2 separate regions of the Mus musculus genome follow, and region 1 is linked to region 2. The links are chromatin contacts, called in public HiChIP or PLAC-seq maps. All regions are on one chromosome and are shown on one strand. The core of a region is the stretch at or near the end of the contact, and the rest is flanking DNA. Distances in the headings are between cores, read along the strand shown.

Region 1 (4,404 bases), core at 518-3,017, 70 kb after region 2:
TATATTCCTTTAATTTTACATATGAAATAAAGTTTTGAGGTATGGAGTTTTTTTTCCTTGTGGCCCTTTAAAAAAATCTCAGATTTAGGGAATCAGTAATGTTCTTGCTTTATGAGCTGTAGTAGAAACGCAGGACGGGACACAGTGTTTCTTTGTGGCTTATTGTTGCTTTGGTTTTATTTCATTTTGGTTCCTCATTCCCTGTGTCTTCTCCTATTCCTCTTTCCAGACTTTGTCCCCAAGACATCTGCCAGACCAAATGGCAGAGGCTGCAAAGCCCTGAAACCCATCACCCATCCTGCTTGGACACCTCTTGACCCTTAGCATCTTTTCCTTCTTCCCTGTTCTCCAACAAAGCAAGTCTACGACAAAGCAGCACTTTCCCAAGGGCACAAAATCTCCAAAGTGTGGCATCCCAGCCATGCACAGACCCTCTTTCTGCTGGGGCCAAGGAGGTCAAGGACGTGGAGTTCCCCCCATTAAGAACTGCACTGGGAATGGATGACTGCTCAGAGAAGGGGATGTTCCCAACAGAACAGCATTCCCGGCAACCGGGGTATCTTCCATTCTTTCCAAGAATCAATAAGTCTGGGCAAAATTCTGACAAATCTATCCATCTGCTTGAGGGGAGACAGAAGCAGAAGACCTCTCCAGAAAAACCTCAGTGAGAACTGCAGACTGCTGAAGAGCGGCCTTGCTTACTCCTGAGAACAAATGTATGTCAATCCAAGGGTGTTGCTCCTCTGTCTGGTCCCTTGAAGAAGCCTAAACTTCTAGCAAAGAGACTCCTCAAAGGCCTGAATGCTCTAAACGTCTCAAATGGTTCTGTCGAGCTCATGCCAGCCCTTCAGACTGGCAGCCATTGAGCTCCTATTCCAAATGCCTGAGTCTGGGAACACTGGCATACAGGTGAGAGTAGAGAGTACGATGATAAAGCCAGCAGACTAAGCAAATAACCAGAAGATGCAGAGACCTATCGTGTGGGTGTGGTCATGGAGGGGAAAGTACTCTGTTGAATAATAACCATGGACTGGAGGCTCATTTGATAAGATGCTTGCCTTGCAAGCATGAGGTCCAGAGTTCCATGCTCTAGAACCCACGTAAGATAGGCAGATTCCCTGGGGTTCACTGGTTAGCCCTCCTGCCTTACTTAGCAAGTTAGCTCTAGGCCAGTGAGGTGGATGGCTTCTGATCTCAGACCCCTCTGCACATGTGAATACATGCACATAAACAGACGCACAAGCATGTATGCACACAACATTAAGAACAGAAATTACACTAAACCAAAGCTGTCAATGCCGAGTTCCAAAACTCAACCTCCAGCCACTGTCTTCCTCCATTGGAAAAAAAAAAAAACAACAGTGCAGTATAGATGCCTACAAGCCAGGGAAAGCAGGGCTCTTGCTCTAAGCTAAACTGGTTTGGGGACAACAGTAATAAGAGTCCTCCCTGATTTTTCTGCTGCTGCACTACGTAATTTATGAGCTCGTCATATACAATTTTCATTTACTCAAGAGCTATCTTGCCCAACCTTTCAACTGCAGCTAACTTTGTACAAGATGAAAATAGCCCAATCCATCATGATGATAGAAATTTTTCTGTCTTCCGGGCCCATCCTGCCAACAAAATGCCAGGAACCTCACTGCCTTGGATGGCTTATTCCTGTGCTTTAGATCCAAATTTCATTAGGACTGTGTAATAGCATGTCCTGCCCACAGGCTAATGCTTGCCACATTTGCAAAGCTGACCACATCTGCAAGCACCAAGCCACCTGCTCATGGGAGCAGGCCTCCTCAGCAAGTAGAACATGGAAGGCCCTGCATGATTTTACATACCCTCCACCTAGTGGAGCCTAGAGCAAAAATTCTAAAACGAAAGTAAAATGGAGTATTGTCAGGCTGAAATGGGGATATTTCAGGGACAACAGTTTAGATGAAGTCACATTCCCGGACAGATTTCCTGGACTCCTGTACCTAGGTATTCATAGGTTGTTGATCACAGTTGCCATTCTTCTGAGAGTGGCCTTACGTGACTCCTTGGCCTCCCTGAGCCTCTACTTGTCTGTAAAAGGAGCCCAAATGTGTGAGCTTACAGGCCAGCCGTGAGCATAGGATGAGACAAAACACAAGAACTGCTTTGCCCAGGGAAACACAGTCTCTCTCTCTCTCTCTCTCTCTCTCTCTCTCTCTCTCTCTCTCACACACACACACACACAAAATACAGTTATGTATTGTGCACTTTTGCACTCTGTAAAAACTCACTCATCTTTATGCATTCCTATATGACTATGGCTTTCCCTAACGAGTCAATCATTAAAGCCTAGGCTATCATTTATACCTGCTCAGTGCTGTATAATATTCCATTGGGTAGCAGGACCATAGGTTAGCCTACTGCTGATGAGCATTTGTGATGGTTCCAGGTCCTTCCTCTGACAGAAAGTGCTGCAGTCATCATTCTCACACAGGCACACATCATTACGCGATTACCAAGGTGTGCGACAAGAAGGACTCTGTGGGCCATGGGTTACACATCCTTCTGACTTTATTTACTCTGTTTTGACTTGATTATAGTGTCAAGTCGTTTTTCTGAACATCTTGTTCCAGTTACACCCTGGCTTCCTAACTCATGCCAAAAACACTGCAAACACCTTTGAGGATTGCCATTCCTGTTAAGCAGGGACCGCTGGGGGTTTGGAACACTAACTTAATGGGTCCCCACACCAGCCACCTGGAAATTCCAAGTCACAGACCTTCACCAGGGGATGGAGAGGTTCGTCATGTTCATGATTTCTGACAAAGATCTCCTTAAAAATAAGCGGTTTTGTGGGCCCCAGGCTTTGGGGATAAAACTTCCGCAGAATTATCATGTCCTGTCCTACCCAGGAGTGGAACAGTCTGTAACAGCTGCTGTTTTCCTCAGAGGGACAGTGGCTGACAGCCTCAGATTTCACTTCCAAACCATCTTTACACATACACTCAGGCTCTGCCTGCTGGACATACAATGTCTGATGTCTCCACATGAGGCAGAGGTTTTTTTTTTTCCCCCAGCTTGTTTGACCTGTGCTGCTTAGCAGAAAGACCCCTGCATTGTAAATGCTCAATTCAATTTCACATAATAGAACTAAAGTGTGAGCCCAATGGCTAACAGTAAGTATTCTGTTGACAAAAATCCGGCTCTTCCTCCTTGACAAGACTACATTTCTCAGCATCCTTTGCAAGGTGCTATGGCCATGTGACTGAAGTCCAGCCAATTAAATATGACCAGAAGGGCAATTTGCCACTTCCAAACCTTTCCCATGCATCAACACCTCCCAAAGATCCTGCACTCTCCTTTCCTGGAGGCTAGCTGAACGCAGTCTCATCCCTTCCAGTGTTACCTGGGTTCACAAGAAACTAGCAGTGACACTTTTTGCCCTTGAAATGTTGGCATCTGTCGTAGCTATTGCTGTTGTGGCGGAGAGAAAACCTCAATATGGAACCCGGATTGACCTGGTGGCATCTATTAAAGACCAGATTTTATCTTTGAAGCACACAGGGCAGCTTAATTGCTTCCTTGCGTGCCGCATGTGCAGAGATGAGCACATTTAGGGATTTGCTGCTGATGTGCTTAGGCTAGCCAGCAGGGTTTTGAATGGTTTTGCTAGGGTGTAATGTGATTTTTCTATATAGCGCATGCATACCCACTGACTGAGGACCAGATCATAAGGAACAGAGACACTGACTGGAGCTTCACTATGCAATAGTAGGGTATATTAATTTATTTGCAGCAACACATTCCCCAGGTTTTAGTGGATTAAGGCAGTGATGGTTCTCCTCCATTATTGTAGTGGGTTAAGAGTTTGGACGCAGTTTGACTGTCAGGCTGCAATAAAGGTGTAGTCTGAGGGTGGGTATTAACTCTAGGTCCCTTCACAGGACTCCGTTCCTCAGGGACCACTACGCCAAGAACTAGCTCCTCTCCACCTATGGGGGCTTCCTTACAACCTGGCACTAGGTTCATGGTCTAAGCTAGACAATATTTTATGCCCGCAAGCAGCCTAAAAATGAAGATTACCAGTTCGCTTGTAAGTTTTCTGAGCCTAATCTCTAAATTTTGTTTTTCTGGTCAAAATATCTTAGTTGCATTTAAACCATCTCCACTATTTCAGAATCCAATGATAAGTGTGGGAAAACGTGAGAGCTTACATCCTCATTGCAACTTCCACTGAAAGCAAGGGAGCTGCCCCCCCGTTCCAGGGCCATACCTCGGAGAAACAAATGCCCCATGGCCTAAATCTCATTTGTCAGCACTTAGCAATGTTCTTCCAAACTCCAGCTCTCATCCAGCTGATTCTCTAGTGCAAATGTGGAGATTCTGAACACTTGCTCACATAGGAGAGACCTGTCCCTTGTTTATGCTAATATG
Region 2 (4,475 bases), core at 129-2,628:
CATGCTGACCCAGCCCTGGGGAGGTGAAGGCTGGCAGAGCTCACCCACCTCTCTTCAGAGGAGATGCAACCCCGACTATTCCCACATGCCATTGTTGGGATGGGACATTAGAACACTATAGACGCCCCTTGTTCTCCCCCATGTGTTCTCTCCTTTAAGCTTCATGGTAAGAAGTCTCTGGTTATCCTGATCAAAAGCATCTGTGCCTACACTCCAATGATCACCCACGACACAGAAAAAGAAACCAAGGAGTAGTGGAAGTTAGACGGCATGCTGCCACCACACAGCTGGTCAACAGTAGAGCGAGGATTTGAGCCCAGGTCATCTGAAGCTCATAAGCACACTAGCTGCTATTTGTTTAAGTGTTGTTCTGGCTCTGAAGAGCCTGCAATGCCCTTGAGTATCTATACTGATATAATAGATACTAAATAGTGGACATCTTAAGCAAACAAGGCTTCTCGGTGGATTTGCCAGAGATCTTCAGGGCAGCACTGCCCAGAGGTAACTGGAGGTCATCTATGGACCTTATCCAGCTATGAATATGGTGTCATCTCTATTCTCTTTACACCAAGCATCTGAACAAGGTACACCCAACACACGAGTGTGGAGAACCAATCACAGCTACAGAGGAGATTATGTTTTGAAGTCTGTGGTCATTAGTATTAATTATTCCTGGACAAGCTCTAGAATCTCTAGGAGAAATGCCCCCAGGGCATGCCTATGGGCAGTTATCTTGATTAAGTTAACTGAGGCAGGAAGGCCAGCCCGCTGTGGGTGGCACTATTCCCTAGGCTGGGAACTCAGACTACATGAAAAGAAGAAAATGAGTCGATCACAGTCATTTATCATTCACTGTTTCTTGGCTGTGGATGTCACATGACCCCAGCATTCTGCAAAGTATAAGTCATCTCTTTGATGGACTGTAAACTGGAACAATAAGCTAAAATAAAACCTTCCTTCCTGAAGTTGCCTTTGTCACCATAATAAGAAAAGAAAAGAAAAGAAAAGAAAAGAAAAGAAAAGAAAAGAAAGGGAAAGAAGAGAAGAGAAAAGAAAAGAAAAGTCAAAATCCCAGTATGGGTTGGCAATCTTTACCTTGGAAGTCATATTTGATTCCATTCAAAGCATTGCCCATTGGTTCATGTGTTGCTAGGAGAATGGCGGGGCCTCTGACCATCAAAATGGCATAGAGCTTCCCAGCAGCAGCATTTCAGCTGGTGGTTCTCCTAAACTTAGACTTCTTTATCGCTTATACGATCTCATGGGTGGCAATGACTTCCAAAGGATGATTCAGACCTGGCATTGAGGAGCACAGCAAGCACATATCACAGCTGCCGTTTCTCCCAGCCACTGCCACCCACGAGGGCTTTCACAATGAGCCTGTTGCACCAGGAGCCAGGTGCAGCCAGCATTGTTTATCAGCAGGTGTTAGACAAGCCCATGGGAACCTCACTTTCCTGCCAGGCAGCAAAGGCCCTGGTTCCTGCTCTTCTTGGCTTTATAACCGAATGTCACGGCAGGGCTTTCCAAAGCCACAAAACCCACAGAAATAAACCAGGGTGGCAAATTTTGCCTCCCTTAGCAGTAGTACTCCTTGTTCAGTAGGTACTGTAATTGCTTTCACAAAGTAATGTTTGCTGTGAGCCAAGTCCCTAGACCACCACCAAAGAAGACACTCGAAAAGATCTCTGGCCTCAGTGTGAACTGCTGTAGATCCATCCATCTTCTCTGCCTGTATTCTTCATGAAACTGGGCACGACGTGTTCGTCTTTTCATTCTCAGGTATCTCTTACATGTTTGCCATGTCCGTACATACTTTTTGACACTCACCACTGTGCAGGGTATACCTTTATTGCCTTCGAAGTCCATGCCCATCCCTGAAGAGTTAGCAGTTCTTTCTTCATTGTTTTTAGTTTCCATTTTTAAACTCTAACTTTTTTTTATTGTTTCCTTTGATGGTGCTTTTTAAAAAATAATAATAATTCTTTTTCTGTTCACCAAAGTACTTCGTTTTCAATGTAGAAAATTTGAGAAATAGCAGGCACAGTGGTGCAGAGAGCTGAGACTACAGAGGCAGGCAGCTGTCTGTGAACTGGAGGGCAAACTGCTCTACACAGCAAGTTCCAGGACAGCAAGGTCTACACAGTGAGACCTTCTGTCAAAATTAATTAATTAATTAATTAATTAATTAATTTTGGGGAAAATATATACATAAATCCTATAACTTTGCCCTATGTAGCACTATTGGTGTTTTCCTATGCTTATTTGTAATGCTTTGTAATTTTATATATTTTAATCCAAATTATGACATATATTTGTACCCAAGTATAATATATACTTTCCTTATTTAACATTGTCTCTTAAGAATCTTAGTATCATTAAATAGTTTTTAAAAATGTTTTATTTGTTGGCTCCATAATATTTCATCTAAAAACCATGTGATGATTAACAACCTCCCAATTATTAGATCCACTTTGTTGTAAATGACTGGAATAAAAAACAGTGATGAGTAAATTTTTGCCTCCACACCAGTGTGTCTGATGCCGAACATGGAATAGGACAATGATGTGAACTTATTTGAGCTTTTTACCAAGTACTGCTCTCCAGAAGTTCAAAATCATTTTCAGTCCCTGGCAAGGTCTCCAGGAGGGGGGGGGGGGTTCCCTTTCTATCGTCGCTGCCCAAATCAAAAGCCTTTTCAGACCTTTGCTAATATACCAGGGCAGGAGGAGGGGTGACATTTTATTTTTAATTTGCATTTGCTTAATTACAAACATAGCAGAATATTTTTGCATTTCAATTACGACTCCATCTGGAGTTTATTTTGGTGTTTGAAGTGAGAAGAGGCTTTCATTTGAGTTCCCCTCCCCAAGAGCCGATGCCGTTTGGAAAGATGCATTGTGTGATGACCACTTGGTTGTCCACCGAGTTCTGGAAGGCAGACTATGGTCCAGCAGACCAGTCAGCCCCGCCACAAGTCCAGGAGGTTACTGTTTCGGTTTTGACAACTGGCCTTGAACTCACTATGTAGCTTGAAAATAGCCTCCCAAGTGCTGGGATTACAGGCATGTGCCACTATACCTGGTTTTATGTGATGCTTAGGAATCCAGCCCAGGGCTTCAAGCTTGCTCGGCAAGCACTCTACCAACTAAGCTACAGCCCCATCCCGACTATTTTATTAGTGTGCTCTTATACATTTCATAGCCAATAATTATTACTCCCATTGACTGTAGAATCGTTTTTATTTAGTGCTCTCTCCCTCTCTCTCTCTCTCTCTCTCTCTCTCACACACACACACACACACACACACACACACACACACACACACACACACATACACAATTACCCTGGGAATTTCAGACTAAGACTTATGAAGCTCATTAGCAGGCTTACATCATTGCATCCTGCAAGTGACATGTAGGATGTGTCCCATCATCTGAATCTCCCTTTGTATCTGTCAATAAAGTTTGGACATTTTTGTGTCAATGCTTCGAGGTATTGTGTGAGTTTTCTTGCTCATGTCATGGCATCCAACTCTTGCTTGGTCGCTTAGACGTGAGTGCTACTATTAGTGTGCTTGTCAGAATTACCTGTTAAATTCATACGTGAGCGAATTAAGTTTTACCGATTGGATTTCAGCACAGATCGGTTTAGCAATTCCTTGTGGGATTTAATAGTGTAAGTGATAGGAGATAAATCTCACACATTCAAAAAAAAAACTGTTCTCAAATTCAAATAAATCCCAGTTTTTAATTTAGTCTCAAGATCTGAAAGTTTGCATGCATATCTACATAGCATGCTTATTTATAACTTTCCAATTTGTGTTACAGTGAAAGCCTAAGATCAGGGCTGAGCCAGCTTTATGAACTTGGATATTTTTTTATTATTTTCTTCAGCAGAGAAACAAGCTTCTCTTTAAAATTTTAAAATAACTCACTAGAAATTGATCTGGCCCTGGTATACAATTTAGAATTAATCCTTTAACTATTTTTACTTTTCTTTCTTGTACATTAGTTTGCTAGAGGGATTATTACTTCAGAATAATTTCAAAGTTTCCAAAAAATACCCATTCCAGAGACATACTCCTTCCATCCATAGCATCTGCTCTTTTACAGATTAAACTGTACATCCAATCTACGGTCACAGTTGATCACTTTCTCATCTCTCTTTTTCTGTTGTTTTTTTCAAAAGTCAACCTATAAGCCAGCAGAGTGTATTAGTTGCTTCTCTGTAGCTATGATAAAACACCCTGACCAAAAGCCACCTCAGGAAGCAAGGGTTTGTTTTAGCTCACGGGTCCTGAGAGATGGGGTCCACGGTGGCAGATGGAGGCAAGGCAGAGGCTGGTGATACTGGCCTAGGTCAGGAAACACAAAGAGAACAGAAAGTGGGCAGAAGTGGGCCGAGGCTATGTGCCCTCAACGCCCTCTCTCACTGAAGTACTTCCTCCAGCAAGGCTGCACCTCCTCAGGGTT

Evidence for each region. HiChIP or PLAC-seq counts read pairs in DNA pulled down with a chosen protein or histone mark.
Region 1: a contact with region 2 is called in an H3K4me3 HiChIP or PLAC-seq map of the SCID.adh cell line, with 11 read pairs. The contact joins two enhancer-like sites. A contact is called at or near these places in 2 of 484 Hi-C or Micro-C datasets (muscle stem cells and nephron progenitors) and 2 of 115 datasets of contacts at active chromatin or transcription factors (the SCID.adh cell line and T-cell acute lymphoblastic leukemia).

What each region holds. Positions count from the first base shown.
Region 1 is chr7:73,268,179-73,272,582 of GRCm38.p6, forward strand. No RefSeq gene overlaps it. Among named protein-coding and RNA genes, the nearest start is that of Gm30075, 32 kb to the left of the region's middle. Within about 2 kb of position 1,768, at least 5 of the 459 cell types and tissues checked have an H3K27ac peak or open chromatin away from gene starts, as enhancers often do. A contact at or near this core is called in the SCID.adh cell line and muscle stem cells, where this site is marked.
Region 2 is chr7:73,198,768-73,203,242 of GRCm38.p6, forward strand. It overlaps Gm30075 (predicted gene, 30075), which reads right to left. Exons shown (of 5, transcript NR_166609.1): 5 at 3,731-4,357. Among named protein-coding and RNA genes, the nearest start is that of Gm20083, 17 kb to the left of the region's middle. Within about 2 kb of position 1,379, at least 21 of the 459 cell types and tissues checked have an H3K27ac peak or open chromatin away from gene starts, as enhancers often do. A contact at or near this core is called in the SCID.adh cell line and muscle stem cells, where this site is marked.